2 separate regions of the Mus musculus genome follow, and region 2 is linked to region 1. Evidence: chromatin contacts called from public HiChIP or PLAC-seq data. All regions are on one chromosome and are shown on one strand. The core of a region is the stretch at or near the end of the contact, and the rest is flanking DNA. Distances in the headings are between cores, read along the strand shown.

Region 1 (2,700 bases), core at 108-2,607:
ATGTGCATTTAAAATGGACTTGGTTTTAAGAAACAGTACGACAGATGATCTCTCAGTGTACCAGCTTATGTGATAACCTTTTAATAGAGGAGGCTAGACAGTGATCCTGAAAACTAGTTTTGACAGTGACCCATTACATAGGAGGATTTACCTTCCCAGTAGCATAAGAATTGTAAGTAGGTAATTTTTAAGGGCATGACCAAGCAGATTCATAGACTGATAAGAATTGCAACTGACTAACTCAGTTAAGAAACTCAAAGAAGGGAATAATCTATGAGATTATTTTGTATACTATCCAGTATGCACTCCTTTTCCTGTAACCCAGATTTTTTTTTTTTCTGAAGGACAAATCCTGCAGTAATGCTTGGGTTTTTTTTTTTTTTTTTCCTAAGGAGCATTATTAGGAAGAGATGCTTGGACAAGTTCAAGGAAAGAATTCCTGAAAGCCATTGGTCTTTCCTCACATCCTTTCACTGTTTGCCATACTGCTGTTGTCTTAAGGATTGCATAGATAATACCTTTGGTTCCAAAAGAAGGTTTGCTCCCAAGAGTCTATCTCTGAGAGATGGCACAGAGGAGGTAGTGTTCAAGTCACCAATGGAAGCCCAATATCTTTTATTTGATATCTAGTTTTGTTGTTGTTGTTGTTGTTTGGTTTTTCGAGACAGGGTTTCTCTGTATATCCCTGGCTGTCCTGGAACTCACTTTGTAGACCAGGCTGGCCTCGAACTCAGAAATCCACCATTGCCCTGCTTGTTTTTGAGACTGGTTTCTCTGTGTAACAGCCCTGACTATCCTGGATTTGCTTTGAAGACCAGGCTGATCTCAAACTTCTAGAGATCTACCTGCCTCTGCCTCCTGAATGTTTGGATTAAAGGTGTACACAACCATGCCAGGCCAGCCTTTGTTTTGTTTGTTTGTTTGTTTGTTTTAAAGATTTATTTATTTATCGTATGTATGTGAGTACATTGTAGTTCTCTTCAGACACACCAGAAGAGGGCATCTCATCCCCTTACAAGTGGTTGTGAGCCACCACGTGGTTGCTGGGAATTGAACTTAGGACCTTTGGAAGAGAACAGTCAGTTCTCTTAACCACTGAACCATCTCTCCAGCCCCAGCCTTTGTTTTTAATTCATTAAATACTCAGCTATATATGTAGATGCCAATACCACAGAGAGGATCTGCTCCCACCCCAGCTGAGACAGGTCATTCTTCTCTGAGCACACATTGTGTTTTGCCCCTCATCTCAGAAGTGTCCTTGTATCTCCTGCTGGCTTGATCTCTACAAGGAGGGGATCTTGACTTTCCAACCTATTGTTTGTCACAGAGTAGGGCTTGCTCAATGTTGACTTGCTTTAAATGTTGAACTCTTTGTCACTAATTCTGGAACAAGGGAAAGGAGGATGGTGTCCCCTTCCTTACCTCTAAGAGATGTGTGAACAAACATTCCAGTGGGCTTTGGGACAAAGATTCTGGTGGGAAAACTGACTCATTGTACTCAAGAACAAACAAAGTTTCTAGATTTGTGAGTGTAAAAGGATCTTAGTGACAGGATAGTATTTCCAACTAGGATGGCTGGATCCTAGTTTGGGGTTTTGGTTTTGGTTTTGATTTGTAAAGAAAGTGAATTTAAGGAAGACTAATAGATTAGAAAGAGCATAGTCCCAGATGGTCTCTCACAATAGCACTCTAACTTAATATTAGTTCAAAGAGGAAGGTTAGTTATGGTCTTTTTTGAAACACCCAGATAAAGTTAAAATAATCTCTTTAACCTTGCTAACTACAAAGTGGTGAGGGGCATTTCACCTTTTTATCATGCAGAGTGAGTAGTGCACTCAGAATTTGCTAGCACACTGTGAAAACTGGGTGTTGGGAGGGGTTCTGCTGGTATATCTTTGTGATGTAGATGAATGTGTCTTTCTGAATCTTATAGTTGTATAATTTTGTAGATGGAGGTTAGAGATTATCATCTTCACAGATTCAACTTTTGAGGAGAATACTCCCTGAGGATGTTGAATTGTTGTGTTCTCTATTCTTGCAATATTCTTATAATATCTTGATGATCAGTACCTAGGGCTGTTCCATAGTAATATTCTAACTCCAATTTTTTTTCATTTGTTGTCCTTTGTTCCATAGTTACTTTTCAGTTGTTGTGATAAAATATTATGACCCAAAGCAACTTGGGACAGAAAGGAATTATCTTAAGTTTGTAGATTAAAAGGAATTTAATCTTATAGTTTATAGTCTATTATTCAGCGAATCAGGACAGGAGCTGATGCAAAGGCTGTGGAGGAACGCTGCTTACTGGTTTTTTTCTCATTGCCTATGCAGCCTGCTTTCTTATACACTCAGGACAACCAGCCCACCAGTGGCTACCAGTATGCTGGGGCCTTCCACATTAATTACCAATCAAGAAAATGTACCACAGACTTGCCTACAGGCCAATTTAGTGGGACATTTTGTCAATTGAGAGTACCTCTTCCAAAATAACTATAGCTTACGCCATGTTAACGTAGAACTAGCCAGCACACATAGTGTAATGAAAAGACAGATTAAAGGCTTCTTTTCCTTACTTAGTAATTTTCAAGATGATATCTTCTCAAACACATCCAACCATTGATGATAGGAGAATTTTTCAGCATTTCTTTTCTGTCCTCACTCCTCCTCTCTTCCAGAACCCATGAAGGCTGGACAGAACCT
Region 2 (2,700 bases), core at 62-2,561, 140 kb before region 1:
AGGAATCGGAACAGGTTAGATTTCATAAGCCAAGTAAAGACTTCTAAACAATTAAGTAAAGAATGACTCACAAGAGCCAGAGGATTCCAGGGGCACATGGGGCAGAATGAAGTGACAGAATGAAACCGCTTCGATACGGCCCATTAGAGGAAAGCCCAGCAAAGCACCAGAGTTCTTTGATTTATAGTAAGCTAGATAGCATTTAAGTTCTAGACTGAAACTTAATAAGTCTTTTCCTAAGGGAGGTGTGTGTGTTGTATAGTGTGTGTGTGTGTGTGTGTGTGTGTGTGTGCGCGGGTTGTGTAGTGTGTGTGTGTGTGTGTGTGTGTGTGAGAGAGAGAGAGAGAGAGAGAGAGAGAGAGAGAGAGAGAGAGAGAGAGAGAGAGAGAGAGAGAACGCGCGCGGGGCATTTCTGAAAATCACCACCACCCCTAATCCTGAGAGCCCCATGGCCGCGCGCCACCTGGTGGCAGCGGGAGGTGGGCCCTGGAGGAGGAAGGGGAGAAAATCCAGGATTTTATTTGGTGGGAACTTCTGTAAACTGAGGCGATAGCGTGTATGTGAGAGTTGGTCTCTTATCACTGGATCCGATTCTTATTACACCTCTCATTTTTGAGACAGGTATACTGAACAGGAGTGGGAAGGGGAACACTCCGGGAAAGGGACATTCTTAAAACAGAACTCTTTAAGACACAAGGAGTCAGGGGTCTCAAGTTTTCTTTGGTGGCATCAGTGGAAGTGATCTTAGTTTGTCCATCTGTTCTATGGGCAGGGTGCGGGGAATGAAAGAGGAGGAAGAGAAACTTTAATCTTTCCCGCCCACCCGGAGGTAAAGGGGCTTTAAACACTTCTCCGGAAAGCAGAGTTGTATAGATTCTATTTGCATACGAACGCAGTCACCTCGGGTTAAACTCGGGTCCTTTAATCTCTGGTCCAATTTGTCGCTCAGCCCGGGAGGAAAGCCCTCATGAGTACCTACACACCCCGCCCCCTGGGGCCTTCCCCCACAGGGCTGGGCTTGGTTGCACGTGCTCACCCGGTTCCCGGTGGATACGCCTCCTTGGAAAGGCTCATTATTAGTGTGGGGAAATAGTTGGAATCATAGAGCACTATGATCACGAATAAGTTACAATAGAGAGAAAACTCTGACATAGCCGTTTATTATATTAATATATTAGAAATTTTATTAGAGTTTGTAATAGTGATAGGTTTGGGTTCTCCCTACTTAGGTCTTCCTGTTTTTTTTCCATCACCCCTTTATTTGGTAGAGTCCCGTGTGGGCAGCCTCGTTGGGAGGACTACATTTCCCAGAATTCCTCACGGGCATGTGCGTGGCAGCGGCGCGTGACGTCAGAGGAGGGAGCTGGCCAGTGCTGAGGGGGCGCGGCGCGGAGGGGCGCGGAGCCGGGCGGCTCAGGGGCCCAGAGAGTGCGGCGGCCGAGAGCCTGCCGGCCCCTGACAGCCCCCTCCCCCCGTGGAAGACCAGGACGACGACTACGAAGGCGCAAGTCATGGCGGAGCAGCGAAGCCCGAGAGGGCCCTGAGCACCGCCGCATGGAGCGGGACGAACGGCCACCTAGCGGAGGGGGAGGCGGCGGGGGCTCGGCGGGGTTCCTGGAGCCGCCCGCCGCGCTCCCTCCGCCGCCGCGCAACGGTGGGTAAGGGGCCTTCTGAGCCCGGGCGGTGCCAACGCCCGCGACCCCCTCTTTCTCTAAGCTGACTCTAGCTCCGGGATGCCGGGCAGCTCCTCAGTGAGGACTCCACCCTGGGCTCGCACTCTCCAGGCAGGGTCCCCGGTCCCCTCTGCTCGGACCCTCCCCTCCCCCCGTCCCCTCTGCGCCAACCCTTTCTCCTCCCCCAGGAGGCCCTGGTGCACGGAGCACCCTCTCTTCCTTCACCAGGGAGCTCGCAGACTCCACACCTTTGCGCCCTGCACCTATCCTGGAGCGTTTTCCTCCTCCACTGTCCCGAGCTTCCTCCCAGCCCGTGAGCCTCCGCCTCTGGGCAGACCGGTAATGGTCCTTCTCGGACCTCGGTGCTCACTCCTGTCCCCTGGCCTTCCTTTACTCAGACTCATTCTTCTAGGCGACGACTTTCTGCTGGCTCAGGTCTCCAGCGGGATCCTGGGGCACCGGGACACCTGCCTTTTCCCGGCGTTTGCCGGACGCTTCCCGCGCCGCCCAGCCTATCTCTTCCGGGGTGCTGAGAATTCCTCACCTGGCCCGGCCGCTTGCGTCCCCTTGTTCCCAGCCCAGTCCTCAGGTTCCTCCGGGCTGGCTCTCGCTCCCTCCCTGGCTCAATGTTTTATTTGTTTCTGTTTGATATCCCCCCCCCTCGGTGTTTGCGGCGGAATGTTTTTATTGGTAAAGTGTAAGGAGCTTTTGTGAGGTCGTAAAAGGTGAACTTTTGAACTTGGAAAGCGCCCTGGAGCAATTAGCGCAGGCGATAGCCCCGGGAGGCCTGCATTACAAAGGGTGCTCGTTGCGGCAGGCCAACGCTCCCGCGGCAAACCCGATTTATTTATTTATTTGCCCTGCCTTCCACCTTTCACATCTCCTCATTTCCGAATAAAGGGCAGGCTCTCAGAGATCCCTGCCTCCTCCCCTCTCTGCGCCATAAACGCGCAATTCTCTGGAAGATCTAGGACCCGAACAGTGTCTAACAAGTAACAGATTTCAGATTGAATGCAAACACTGGGGA

Evidence for each region. HiChIP or PLAC-seq counts read pairs in DNA pulled down with a chosen protein or histone mark.
Region 2: an H3K4me3 HiChIP or PLAC-seq map of embryonic stem cells shows a contact between it and region 1, with 23 read pairs. The contact joins the promoter of Nr6a1 here to the enhancer-like site in region 1. A contact is called at or near these places in 16 of 39 promoter capture datasets (the 3T3-L1 cell line, 3T3-L1-derived adipocytes, the C10 cell line and 11 more), 3 of 15 datasets of contacts at CTCF or cohesin (CD8 T cells and the NIH/3T3 cell line), 41 of 484 Hi-C or Micro-C datasets (the 3T3-L1 cell line, 3T3-L1-derived adipocytes, the AtT-20 cell line and 29 more), 8 of 115 datasets of contacts at active chromatin or transcription factors (the SCID.adh cell line, cardiomyocytes, differentiating embryonic stem cells and 5 more) and 3 of 9 other capture datasets (adipose tissue, liver and pancreatic islet).

The regions. Positions count from the first base shown.
Region 1 is chr2:38,789,833-38,792,532 of GRCm38.p6, reverse strand. All of the region lies in intron 3 of Nr6a1 (nuclear receptor subfamily 6, group A, member 1), which reads left to right. Among named protein-coding and RNA genes, the nearest start is that of Nr6a1os, 25 kb to the left of the region's middle. Within about 2 kb of position 1,357, at least 12 of the 459 cell types and tissues checked have an H3K27ac peak or open chromatin away from gene starts, as enhancers often do. A contact at or near this core is called in embryonic stem cells and extraembryonic endoderm stem cells, where this site is marked.
Region 2 is chr2:38,925,072-38,927,771 of GRCm38.p6, reverse strand. Nr6a1 (nuclear receptor subfamily 6, group A, member 1) reads left to right here and starts at 1,311. Exons shown (of 11, transcript NM_010264.4): 1 at 1,311-1,654. The coding sequence starts at 1,555.